2 separate regions of the Mus musculus genome follow, and region 2 is linked to region 1. Evidence: chromatin contacts called from public promoter capture Hi-C data. All regions are on one chromosome and are shown on one strand. The core of a region is the stretch at or near the end of the contact, and the rest is flanking DNA. Distances in the headings are between cores, read along the strand shown.

Region 1 (6,517 bases), core at 1,960-4,459:
GCATTCCCCTGTACTGGGTCATAGAATCTTCCCAAGACCAAGGGACTCTCCTCCCATTGATGAGTGACTAGGGCATCCTCTTCTACATATGCAGCTAGAGACACAAGTCCCACCATGTGGGTTTTTTTTTAATTGGTGGTTTAGTCCCAGGGAGCTCTGGGGGTACTGGTTAGTTCATATTGTTGTTCTTCCAGTATAGCTACAGACCCCTTTAGCTCCTTGGGTACTTTCTCTAGCTCCTTCATTGGGGACCCTGTGTTCCATCCAATGAATGACTATGAGCATTCACTTCTGTATTTGTCAGGCACTGGCAGAGCCTCCTAGGAAACACCTATGTTAGGCTCCTATCAGCAAACTCTTGTCATCTGCAATAGGGTCTGTGTTTGGTGGTTGTTCATGAGATGGATCCCTATATAGGGTAGTCTCTGGATGGTCCTTCCTTCAGTCTCTGCTCTGAACGTTGTCTCTGTAACTCCTTCCATGGGTATTTTGTTCCCCCAGCTAAGAAGGACCAAATTGCAGCAGACTATCCCTTCTTTGGGTCTCCTGGCTATGTGAACTGGGTCTCTGGTGGCAAGTATGCAAAGGAATCAATGAATGACAAACAGAAGCAACAAGAGAGAGTGTGTAGAATCTGAGTGTAATGTCACAAAGGGAACATATATAATATAGGTAATATTTATAGAAAAGATAAAACAGCCCTGCCTAGGGTCAGCTAATGACAGGTAAGGATTTCACACCCTAGTCACAATTTGTGCTACTCCTTTGAGCCTTGTGAAAGCTAGCACCAGGGGGTTCTGCTATAGTAGACCTTCTCATGAATAAAGCAATACCACAAACCCCCATATTCCCTAGGCCTTGGTAAATTCTTGCATATGAAAGTAACTTGACTGTACTTTTAAGTATCTGTAGGGAATCTCCATTTGTCAGAAGAATTCACCAACTTGCATCTAATATGCAATGTAGCCTGCTATACCTGGTTGTAGTGAAGATTCTAAGTATACTTTGTTAAGCTTGCCCTGAGATTTCTAACTCTTATAAAGTAAAATACTGTAAGAAAACATACAAGACCCTCCACGATATTGCAGGGACAAATCTGGGGCATTCTAGCTATGGGAATGCCAAGGTTCCAGGAGGCTGAGTTTCCTTGAAACTCTTTGCCTCAGGACTGCTTCCAGGTTTTTGGCCTGTCAAGCGAGACACTACTGGAGTGGATATATTATCAAAGTATCCACACTTTGGTCTTCCTTCTTCTTGAGCTTCATGTGTTTTGCAAATTGTATTTTGGATATTCTGAGGTTCTGAGCTAATATCCACTAATACAAATTGGAAAGGAAGAAGTCAAAATATCACTATTTGTAGATGATATGATAGTATTTATAAGTGACACCCCAAAATTCCACCAGAGAACTCCTAAACCTGATAAACAATTTCAGTGAAGTATCTGAAAACAATATTAACTCAAAGAACTCAGTGGCCTTTCTCTATACAAAGGATAAACAGGCTAAGAAGGAAATTAGGGAAACAACACCCTTTACTATACTCACAAATAATATAAAATACCCTGCTGTGACTCTAACTAAGGAAATGAAAGCTCTGTATAAGAACTTCAAATCTCTGAAGAATGAAATCAAAGAAGATCTCAGAAGATGGAAAGATTTCCCATGCTCATGGATTGGAAGGATTAATATAGTAAAAATGGCTATCTTGCCGAAAGCAATCTACAGATTCAATGCAGTCCCCATCAAAATTCCAACTCAACGCTTCACAGAGTTTGAAAGGGCAATTTGCAAATTCATCTGGAATAACTACCTAGGGTAGCAAAAACTATTCTAAACAATAAAAGAACCTCTGGTGGAATCACCATCTCCTACCTTAAGTCCTACTACAGAGCGATTGTGATAAAAACTGCATGGTACTGGTACATCAACAGACAGACCAATGGAGTAGAACTGAAGACCCAGAAATGAACCCACACACCTATGGTCACTTGATCTTTGACAAAGGAGCTAAAACCATCCAGTGAAAAAAGACAGCATTTTCAACAAATGGTGCTGGCTCAACTGGCAGTTAGCATGTAGAAGAATGTGAATTGATCCATTCTTATCTCCTTCTACAAAGCTCAAGTCTAACTGGATCAAGGAACTCCACATAAAACCAGAGACACTGAAACTTATAGAGGAGAAAGTGGGGAAGAGCCTCGAAGATATGGGCACAGGGGGAATATTCATGGCCAGAACACCAATGGCTTGTGCTGTAAGATCAAGAATTGACAAATGGGACTTCATAAAATTGCAAAACTTCTATAAGGCAAAGGACACTGTCAGTAAGATAAAAAGGCAACCAACAGATTGGGAAAAGATCTTTAACAGTCCATGGTTTTAAAGCATTTATTGTCATGGAGGACTGTTGTGATGAGTGAAACTATACTCTCTTTCTCAGGGCAGGCCTGAGGTTACATACCTTTTGCAGTGAGTAGTGTCTGGGAAGGAGAGCTTAATTGGCTATGCTCTTCAGGCCTTTAGGAACCTCATTAAAATGGTCTTGAGGAGAGGCCTCCTAGGTGTCTAGGATCCTGTTGTCTAGGAGCGTGGCAAAGCACCTACTGTTCCTTGCAGAGTTATCTGCTGTGTCTCTGGGGTTTTTAACCTAGCTCAATCAGAAACTAGGCTGCCTTTCATGGTCCCACATTAGTTGATTCTGTTGTTCTTCGTGTGAAGTTCCTATCCCCTTAGGCACTGCCACCCTTCTTATTTTTCCACAAGAGTCTCCAAGTTCCATCTAATGTTTAGCTGTGGGTGTCTACATCTATTTAAGTCATTGCTGGGTGGATTCTCTCATAGGAAAGTATGTACCAGTATGTGTCTATGAGCATAACAGGGTATCATTAATAGTGTCAGGGACTGTTGCTTGCCCATGGGATGGGTCTCAAGTTTGGTGGGGTTTTGGTTGGCCATTCCCTTAGTCTCTACTCCATCCCCTATTCCTGCATTTCTTTAGACAGGAAAAGTTTTGGGTTAAAAGTTTTGTGGGTGGGTTAATGTCACTATTGCTCCACTGGGGTTCCTGCCTAGCCAGAAGAGGAAGCCTCCCCAGGCTCCATATCGCCAATGCTGAGTCACAGCTAAGCACACCCACAGTGATACTTGTGTGAATCCCCTATCCTATGTCTCCGTCTCTTCCTAAAGTTGCCCCCTCCTTACCATCCCTGTCAGTTGCAGATTTCCATTCATTATCATGGACCCCCCTCCTCCCCACACCAGACAATGAACCCACCTCTCCATCCCTATCTCCTTTCTCATGCAGTTCTCTCCCTCCATCTGCATCCCATGACCATTCAATAGAATCAAACATCCTTTCTTGTGCCCTTCTTCCTATCCAGCCTTCTTGGGTCTGTTGAGTGTAGCATGGGCACACTGTACTTTATGGAATGCATTCTGAGAGGGGAGAGGTTATACTTAGGCTCTTTTTTACTGAGCCTCACTGGATCATTTACCTGCTTTAGGGTCCTGGGCACCTAGACATACGTACTTTAAGACATCAGCTCCCAGGCCTTCTATAAGGAAAACAAAACAAAAAATTCAGTTAGTTTATAAATACTTTCCCATTGTCTCTTTTGAAGAACTGTATTGGATATTTTAACATGACTTAGTTAAAGAAACTACATACATTTTACTTCATTGTATATGCTTAACTTTTGTAGCTTTATATAGAGGAGTATTTTGCTGCTGTTTGTTTTCTATGCACTGTATGCTAGAATTGAGTGAGAAATGCCCTGGAACAGGAGTTATGGACAGTTGTGAGCTGCCATGTGGTGCTAGCACTCAAAACTGAGTGCACTACAAACAAAACTAGAGCTCTTAACTGCTAAGCCATCTCTCCATAATATTCATGTTAATTATACTATGTTATATATAATACGGAAAAATTTATCATAAGATCTATTGTCAACTTTAATGCAAAGACATCACCAAGAATTATTAGTTCAATATCTCCTGTGTTGGCTAATGGACCAAACAAAGACATTTTGAACTGTCACCGTGACCCTGCTCCCCCATACTCACCTTGTGCACATGTGGTGTATGCATTGATACACCTGTGAAGGACAGAGACTGACACTGTCATCCTCTCATTTTCCCGTGTCCCACACATGCGGAGCCTAGTGTGTGGTGGTCAGAGGACTTGCTGCTTGACAGTTCTCTTCTGCCACATTATGGGTTCTGGGGACAGAACTCAGGCCATCAAGCCTCCCTGTGTGTTCCACCCAGTGGTCCCTCAGTTTTAAAGACATGTTCACTCACCCAAATCCCTGGTGTGTTTGATTTACTCTCTTGAAGCACACTGACTCTCAGACTTGCAGGCAAGTAAGCTTTGGGGATCCCCTTATCCCCACATCTTCACTCAGGTTTTCAGGGCAAGTATTTTACCAATTGAGTTTTACCAACCACCCCTGCCCTTTATTCTTATTTCCTATTCTTATTCTGCACTAGGTTATGAAGGGGAACCAATCACACAACTGTAGATTTTCTGTAGTCCCCTTGCTTCTTGATCATTTTGTAGTTCTAAGGGGCTAATTATTCTTTAAGTTGGAGCTTCATATAGATAATACAAGAATAAATTATAAATTATAGTTTCAAGATATTCTTTTGCTCATTGAATGTTTTCTTTAAAAACACTGAATTGTCCAACTGTAGTTTTTCGTTCTATCAGTCCATTTCTTTCCCACACATAATTTAGATAGCTATAGTGTAGAATATAGATTTTACTATCTCCCCAGATCTTCCTATTCTTATATCTTTATGTTCCTCTTCTCAGTCAAGTTTCATACACTCTATAAATTTAAATTATTAAATGGAACGAGCCATACTCTTTGGAACCCTAGTTTCATTTTGCTTAAAGCCTTTTGAATATCAAGCATGGGAGTTGGATAGTATAGGTTACCACTTTGTAGAGATATTTACCCAATTTTTGTATGAGTCCAGGGGCACACTGATGATTTTATGGCAAAGCATGAGGTCCTGCTTTGCTAACATTTAGCACCTGGATTACCATGGACACTTTATCTATTACCTTAGGAGTGTGTTGTGCTCCTGCTGGTAGTGAGGTATGGAAACACTACTCATGGGCATAAAACAAAAGAAATATGGGAATGAAAAAAATCAAAGTATTGATGACATAGGGTTTAGATTTTCATTTGTTATCAAAAATTTATATAGATTCAAGAGATCTGTAGAATTGCATCTATAGGTCATTCCTATGCAAGACCCAAAGCCTGTCAATCATCCACAGGACACACACAACTTATCAAAATCTGTGCAACAACCCCCAACAGCCTGTTAATTATTCATAGGAAAAGCCCACAGCCTGGCAGTCATCCATAAGAAGTGCCCAAGTCCTGTCAACCATCCACTGGAAACGTCCCCAGCCTCAGTCATCTACAAGCAACTAACAGATGTTATCAATCAAATGGACCTATGTAATATGTGTAGAATATTTCACCCCAAATCAAGAGCTTGTAACTTTTTCTCATCACCTTCTGGAAATTTCTCCAAAATTGACCATATAGTTGGTCACAAAGAAAGCCTCATCAGCTACAAGAAAATTGAAATGACCCCTTGCATCCTATCAGAACACAGTAGGTTAAAGCTGGACTTCAATAACAACAGAAAAACCAGAAAGCCTACACACTCGTGGGAACTGAACAACTCTCTACTCAATGATCTCTGGGTCAAGGAAGAAATAAAGAAATTAAAGACTTTCTACAATTCAATGAAAATGAAAGCACAATATACCTGAAATTTAAGGGGCACAATAAAAGTGCTGCTAAGAGGAAAGTTCATAGCACCAATGGCCTCCATAAAGAGATTAGAAAGCCCACATTCCAGAAATTTAAAAGTACGTCTGAAAGCTCTAGTAAAAGAGGCAAACACACACAAAAGGAGTAGACAGCAGGAAACAATCCAAATCAGGACTGAACTCAATCAATTAGACACAAAGAAAACAACACCAAGGATCAACAAAATCAAGAGCTGGTTCTTTGAGAAAATCAACAAGATAGACAAACCCTTAGCCAAACTAAAAGGCATAGAGACAGTATCCAAATAAACAAAATCAGAGGTGATAAAGGAGACATAACAATAGAATATCAGAAAATTCAATGAATTAATAGGTTTTATTGAAAAACCTGTATCCACAAAGTTGGAAAGTCTTAATGAAATGGGCTTTTTTCTTCTAGACACATACCACTTACCAAAGTTAAATCAAAATCAGGTAAACTATTTAAACCGTCTTATACTCCCTGAAGAAGAAAAAGCAGTAACATTCTCACAACCAGCTCTTAACCTCTTGCTCTCTTGCCTCTCTCTTGCTCCTTGTGCCCCCCTCTCTCCCTTCTCCTCTCTCTCCATGTGACCATGACCAGCCTCTATGTCTCTACTTTCTCCTTCTGTCTGCCTTTCTCTGATTCTGCTACCCTCTTAACTCCCCTCCCCATGACCTAAATAAGCTCCATTCTATA
Region 2 (6,517 bases), core at 1,930-4,429, 880 kb after region 1:
TTGATCTCCTCCATAATTACCCATTAAGTTCTTTGTTGGTTATTTTTATGAACCTGTGTGCAGAGCACCTGAGAGAGCAACTGAAAGGAAGAAAGACTTATTTTGCTCGCAGATTCAGAGCAAATGCTCTGAATCCATGACGGCTCATCCCCATCCACCTGATATTTTGCATCATGGTGAGAGGAGCCTATGGTAAGGGGTTCTTTACCTTGCATGGACAGAAGCAAAAAGAGATTAAAACAAAAAAAGGAACAGTGGACAAGATTCCCCCCCCACCAATGATCTGTCCCTAATGGTCTATGTCTTCCAACTACACTCCACCTCCTGAAGTTTCCAGAACCTCCAAAATAGTGTCACCAGCAGGGCACTTGCCAGAGGCAGGTTTAGTATATGTTGTTTAATTGTACAGCAATAATTTTCTCTAAATCAAAACATTCCCTCTGGAAAGTTGGGGTGTAGGAGTCTGAGAAGGTGGAGAAGGTCAAGACTTCCAAAGCCCTTTCCAGGTTACAGAAGCAGGAAACACTGCTGTGGTAGATACTGGCCAGCCTGGCACCTGGAGAGCACTCTCTAACCTGCGAGCTGCCCACAATCATGCAGGGAGGTCCTGTGTCACCATCCTGCTTTTGGGTCCTCCCTGCTTCCATAACCCTCATCCATATCTGTCACTAACTCCAATAAACTCACCAATTCCCCAAGGTGGATGTTGGTAAGAATGATCACTTGAATCTCACCTATTTTCCTCATCTGGACTTAGCAGACTGTGTGGTGTCTCCCAGGAAAAAGTCTCTCACAATACTCAGACCACTTGCTGTGGACTTGTTTCCTTCAGCTTGGAACACTCCCTCTTTCAGAAGGGAAGGTCACAAGACTCAGGAAGCCTACTAAATTAATAAGACTAACAAGCACACTCCCTAAGGGATATCATTAGTAAACAGTTGCAGGATTGGGGGAAGGAGAACACTCTTTGGTGGAGCTGCCTGCATGTTGAGTAGGAAGCTATAGGGATATATTGCTTTCATGAGTTGTCACCCCATGCTGGGGTTGACTTTTTAGTGGTGCAACTGCCTGAATCACCTCCTGTGTGGAACCCCAACAAACACCATAGCTCATCAAGAAAGATTGAGTGAAGTTGTTTCATTACCCTGTCCTGGGTGCCTTATCCCAGATGTGTCTCCCCAAGAAAAGTCACTCGACACCGTGATGTGCACCTTGACTTTGGAATGTGGATTTTCTCATCCTGGGAGCAGTCCCAGCATTCGTGTCTATTTTTATATGGCATTTTCCCCTCTAAGCCTAAAGTGGTGTCATTTTCAACTTCTCCTGGTAGTCATGGCAACTATAGCTGCCCATAAGAGTAGTAGCCAAATCAAAGGGGATGCTGTCAGAGCTGTCAGAACTCCTGAAGGAAGGTCCGGAGATCTTCTCCTGGGACTCCAGCTATGACTCTCTACCCCAGTAAAATATGATCTTGGGATATACTTCAGTATATACGAAAAGAGGTTTTAAATCAGGACTTCGTGGTGCAGCTTCCATAAGGCTATCACCCATGATGGGTGGGACCTTACAATGATACAGCCATTTGAGGTTACCCATGATCCCATTAATAGCCCCTCACCTGTTCTCTGAAAAAAAATAAAAACTCTTAAGAAGCCCATAGTTCTCAGCAAGCTGAACACGGATGGACATGCTGTTTTGGTGCCCACCTGGGATAAATAGACTTGTTCACATCTCCCAGGAGAGTTAACAAGACACCATGTGGTCTCTGGTTCTTCCTGTGAGGGAGGACAACCACATCTGCGGAACTTGGCCTTGGCAGACCCCAAGGCAGCAAAGGTGACCTCTAAGTCTCCATCAGGGTGACCACTCTCACTTGTCCTCTGCTGACATCAGGCTCTGGCAGAATCTCTATGGCCCTCTGTACACCTGGCACTGTGCCACTTAAAAGAAAGCAAATGTCTCCAAATCACACAGAGGGAAAACCAGATGGAAGTCTATGCTCAAAGTGTGCTGTGGAGGATGGGTTCTGAGAAGGCTTCCAAAAGAGGAAGTGAGAGGCTAGATCATATCTAGATTGAGCAACATAACTCACTGGTACATCTCAGTGGAGAAGCCAGACATAAGAGGAAGACGCTGAAGAATGGGGAGTTAGGAAATCAGCCCTCAGAGCTCCCCTGGACCGTCTATGCCCCTGGGTGTGTCTGGGTAAGGATTGTAGGTCATTTCTGTGACCAGTGGGAAGCCAGAGATGAGCTGAAAACAAATGGTATAGTGGAGATTGGCTCTGGTCTCCCCTCAGGAGACCTCAAGTCTAGCACAACAGAACCTGGGAACACCAAGGTCCTTACTCTGTTGGAGTAAGCCTTGCTGGAAGCCCTGCAGCATGCCCACATCTGCAGAGAAAACAGGCTGGAGAAGTACTCAGAGAAGACTCCGTGTGGGAAAGGCTCAGGACAGTGCATCTGTAAATGATTGCACTTTGAATTCTGCTGTTCTAGTCCAGCACACCTCTGTGCCCAGCTCCCTGGGCTCTATTCAAGGCTCTTCACAATTCCTTTTACCCTGAAACCCCAGACCCACCTTATTACCACACTCACCAGGCCTAGGTGTCCCAAGATCCAGTTTCGTTTGGGAGGCTGTGGGAAACAGCGGAGGCGAAGAGAGTTCTCAAAAACACCATAAATCGGTGTAAGGATGTAAGCCAGAAGGCAGGAGGCCCCAGCCAGCAACAGCAACAGCCATGGAGAGGCTGCTGTGTGGCCCAGGCCCATCCAGGACATGCTCAGCTGTGACATCCTGCAGGGCAAATGCACACAGGATGAAATCCTGGGGCATGGAAGAGGGACAGTGTGGTCTAGGGCAAAGGACAGGGATAGGGAATTAGAGAGTTGGGGATAATGCCTGGGGAGGAAGGGAGACCCAGGGCAATCTATGGGAGGAGGCAAGGAGGGGAGAAGAGGGGAAGAAAGGGGAAGAGAAGGAGATAGAGAGAGAGGAAATGAAAGAGGATGGAGGAAAGGGGTTGATTAGAGTCTAAACCATGGACTATTAGCCAGAAATCAACATCTGCTTCTGACTTCCTGTCCTGCCCCAGCCTAGGACCTCTCAGCCCCAATGGCCCTAGTCTGGTACCTTCTCTCAGGAGCACTGTGTTTCCCAGGTCTGTCTCTCCCCTTCTCTGACTCCTGACCAGGGGCACCTAGAGAAGTCTAGGCTAGACCAGCCAATCCCTTGCAGGCCCAGCTGCCTCTCCCTGCCTGGATAGGTGGCCATCATGTGGGGGCGGAGCCAATTTGAAGCAGAGCAAGACTGCACTGTCAGAGTCACAAAGAGTGAGTACCAGGTCCTCGGGACTTCACACCCCTTGTGTAAGGACTTTGGAGGAAGCGGTGGATGGTTTCATGAAGATAAAATACCAAAAAGAGGGTGTGAGAAAACAGGCTGGTCACCACTGTGGGACTCTGCTCTTGGTAAGAGTGTGAGGAAAGTGCTGTAGCTCCTCTCCCTAAATTATGCCTCCTGTGCCCTGGCTAGTCTACATAAACTGTCTGCTTTCTTCAGGTGCCCAGGATCCTCACACAGCCTGTAAGCAGTCTGGACCAGAATCCCGAGTGTCAACAGAAGAACAAACTGAAACTCAGAGAGGGCAAGCATCTAAGCCAAGTTGCACAGCCCAAAACAATCTTAGGTTTGTCAGACCCTAAAGCCCAAAGCTTTTTCCCTCTACAATGTTGTCTCACCCTACTGAGAACAGTTCCCTCTCAAGAGAGGGGCATTGACAGTGCTGGGATCTCAAGGCATGAGGTGGTTCCATACCAGAAGCACCCTGAAACATTGTTAATGGCCATCTGTTTTTCCTCCTATACCCAGTATACTCTTCCCAGCAGACTGCCTATTCACTTCCTGGCCTCCTGAGATTGCTCTGTAGGTATTGAAGAGCTGGCTCCAAATACAGCTGCTGAGAAAGAAGATGAGTAAGAGATAACTCCCTCTACATCCTCAGTGCCTCCTCCAGCCAGACAGCCAGGATGTCAGGTGGCTAGAGCCCTCAATAGAGTCACAGTGTCCTATGCCTGTCATCCAAACACTTGAGAGGCTGAGAAAAGAATGTAGTTCAAGGCCCACTTGGGCTACAGTGAAAGCCTCCACCATCATTCCAACTCTCTTCTGGCCTCCTTGAGTACCCACACTCACATGTACATATCCACACAAAGACACGAACATACATACACACAATTTAAAATAAAAATCATGGTGATTCATATCTTAGTCACTGTTCTATTGCTGTGAAGAGACACCATGGCCAAGACAATTCTTAGAAAAGAAATCATTTAATTGGGGCTGGCTTACAGTTTCAGAGGTTCAGTCCATTGTCATCATGGTGGAAACATGGCAGCACACATAGCAGTGGAGCAATAGCTGAGAGCTTTACATCCTGGCCCACAGATAGGCAAGCAGAGAGAGAATGGACCTAGCATGGGCTTTTGAAACCTCAAAGCCTCCGTGACAGACTTCCTCCAACAAGGACAAACTCCCTAATGATGACAATACTTTCAAACAGTTCCACTTCTGGGGGTCTGTGATGGCTATTTCTGGTTGTCAACTTGACTATATCTGGAACTACAATCCAGAAATGGAGGGTACATCTATGATCCAAATCTTGAGACATAGTGGCCATGAAAAGTGTAGGCCCAGGCAAAGTGGCACATGCCTTTAAACCCAGGAGACAGAGGCAAGCAGATCTCTGAGTTCAAGGCCATTCTGGGACAGAGCAAGTCCCAAGTAAAGAACAGCTTAGGTCCAGGCATCGTGGTACACACCTTTAATCTGAGACATACCTTCTTCAGGAGGCCTGCATAAGGACAATGGGAAAAAGTAAGGGTTCCTTTTTCTTTGCCTGCCTGCACTTACTTGCCAGCGCATCTGCTGGAACCTACTTCTTCAGGAGTCCAGCCTATACAGAAGACCGGCCTACACACATAGCCTTGTGGGACTGAGCAACTACTAGACTCTTGGACTTCCCATTCACAGTTGCCCATTGTTGGGGTTGTTGTATTATGCCAGGAAATGTTCGTGAACCCCCAAAAGACCACCAAGGAGCCATATCCAATGCAATCGCGTTAGGATTTCTTTATTAAAGTTTGAGCTTGGGCCATACCACTGTCTCTGATGCAGGAGAATGGGAGGAAAACCTCTATCCCAGTTTCAGGCAAGCATTTATAGAGGCAAGAAAGGGGTACACATCTGATGAGGAGACAATTATGGCCTTTAAAACAATTGGCTGCTATTGGGAACCAAACCATACATTTTGTTTTCCTCCTGAGTGGTAATTGTTAGGAAGTGAAATGAACCTCCAGTTGTAATCTGGAGGTGTATATTTGTTGGGGGTAACCTGGAAACTGGTGCTAGGTGCCAGCTTGTTAGTTAACTTAAGTTCAACCTTAGGTCAGGTTCTCTAAGATGGAGTCTAAACCCAAAAGATTTGGTCTCTCACTCCCTCCTTTCTCTAGTAACAAGAAGGCCCAATCATGGGACTTCCTGAAGTTATTATTATATTTTAGAAGGAGTCAGTGTTGTCATCACTCAGCCCTCGTGGTGTCCCTGGGGCTTGGGTAGGGGTTCCATCAGTGGGATACAGGAGGGAGTCCTGAGGCTGAATTTTCCTCCTGCTGGTCAGGGTCATCTTCAACTGCAAATGGGTCTGTGATTTCAAGCTGCAATCTTGTGACCTTTAGGGCAGTGGAGCAAGGGACGGGGGTGGGGAGGACCTGTTTTATAGAGAACATGGAGTCTAGACCAAACATGTTTATGAGCCCATTGGACACCTTTGAGATTGTCTAGCAATTAGTGGTCCTCAAACTCAGTGATGATTTCTGCCTGTATGTTAAGAATAATGGGGGGGGGGTGTTGTTCCAAAACATGATTTTTAAAAAAGATTTATTTATTTATTATATGTAAGTACAGTGTAGCTGTCTTCAGACACTCCAGAAAAGGGTGTCAGACCTCATTGCAGATGGTTGTGAGCCACCATGTGGTTGCTGGGATTTGAACTTAGGACCTTCGGAAGAGCAGTCAGTGCTCTTAACCACTGAGCCATCTCTCCAGCGCTTCAAACATGATTTTAAAAGGAGTGAATCCCATCTAGGAAGGTGAGTTTTATAACTGGTAGAGAGCAAAAGGAAGAAGATTTACTCAGTTGTTGTCAGTCTCTTAGGTCAATTTAGTTAAGGTCTCTTTTAGGGTTCTGCTCATTCTCTCTACTTGTCCTGAACTCTGGGTTACAATAAAGTTTCCAATTAATCCCCAGAATAGTGGCTAATCCCTGATTTACCTGGGGCACAAAAACTGGTCCATTGTCTGACTCTATCATCTGAGGAAGCCCATATCTCAGTAATATATCCTCTAAGAGCTTCTTTGTCACCGTGGTTGTAGTTTTATTCTTGGTGGGGAAAGCCTCAGTCCAACCTGAAAAGGTATCTATAAGCATCAGTAAATATTTATATCTAAATTTTCTGGT

The links. Promoter capture Hi-C pulls out the DNA fragments that hold promoters and counts their contacts.
Region 2: a contact with region 1 is called in a promoter capture Hi-C map of stem cell-derived epiblast-like cells, with 17 times the contacts expected there. The contact joins the promoter of Cyp4f18 here to the enhancer-like site in region 1. A contact is called at or near these places in 6 of 39 promoter capture datasets (hematopoietic stem and progenitor cells, hippocampal neurons, liver and 2 more), 12 of 115 datasets of contacts at active chromatin or transcription factors (the 230-238 cell line, acute myeloid leukemia, astrocytes and 6 more) and 4 of 9 other capture datasets (adipose tissue, embryonic stem cells, liver and 1 more).

What each region holds. Positions count from the first base shown.
Region 1 is chr8:71,127,717-71,134,233 of GRCm38.p6, forward strand. It overlaps a transcript of Gm7827 not described here. Among named protein-coding and RNA genes, the nearest start is that of Gm7827, 9.4 kb to the right of the region's middle. Within about 2 kb of position 3,210, at least 6 of the 459 cell types and tissues checked have an H3K27ac peak or open chromatin away from gene starts, as enhancers often do. A contact at or near this core is called in stem cell-derived epiblast-like cells, where this site is marked.
Region 2 is chr8:72,006,447-72,012,963 of GRCm38.p6, forward strand. It overlaps Cyp4f18 (cytochrome P450, family 4, subfamily f, polypeptide 18), which reads right to left and starts at 3,180. Exons shown (of 13, transcript NM_024444.2): 1 at 3,133-3,180; 2 at 2,598-2,796. The coding sequence starts at 2,795. Gm51535 (a long non-coding RNA gene) reads left to right here. Exons shown (of 3, transcript XR_003947403.1): 1 at 1-2,205; 2 at 3,238-3,332; 3 at 3,562-6,517.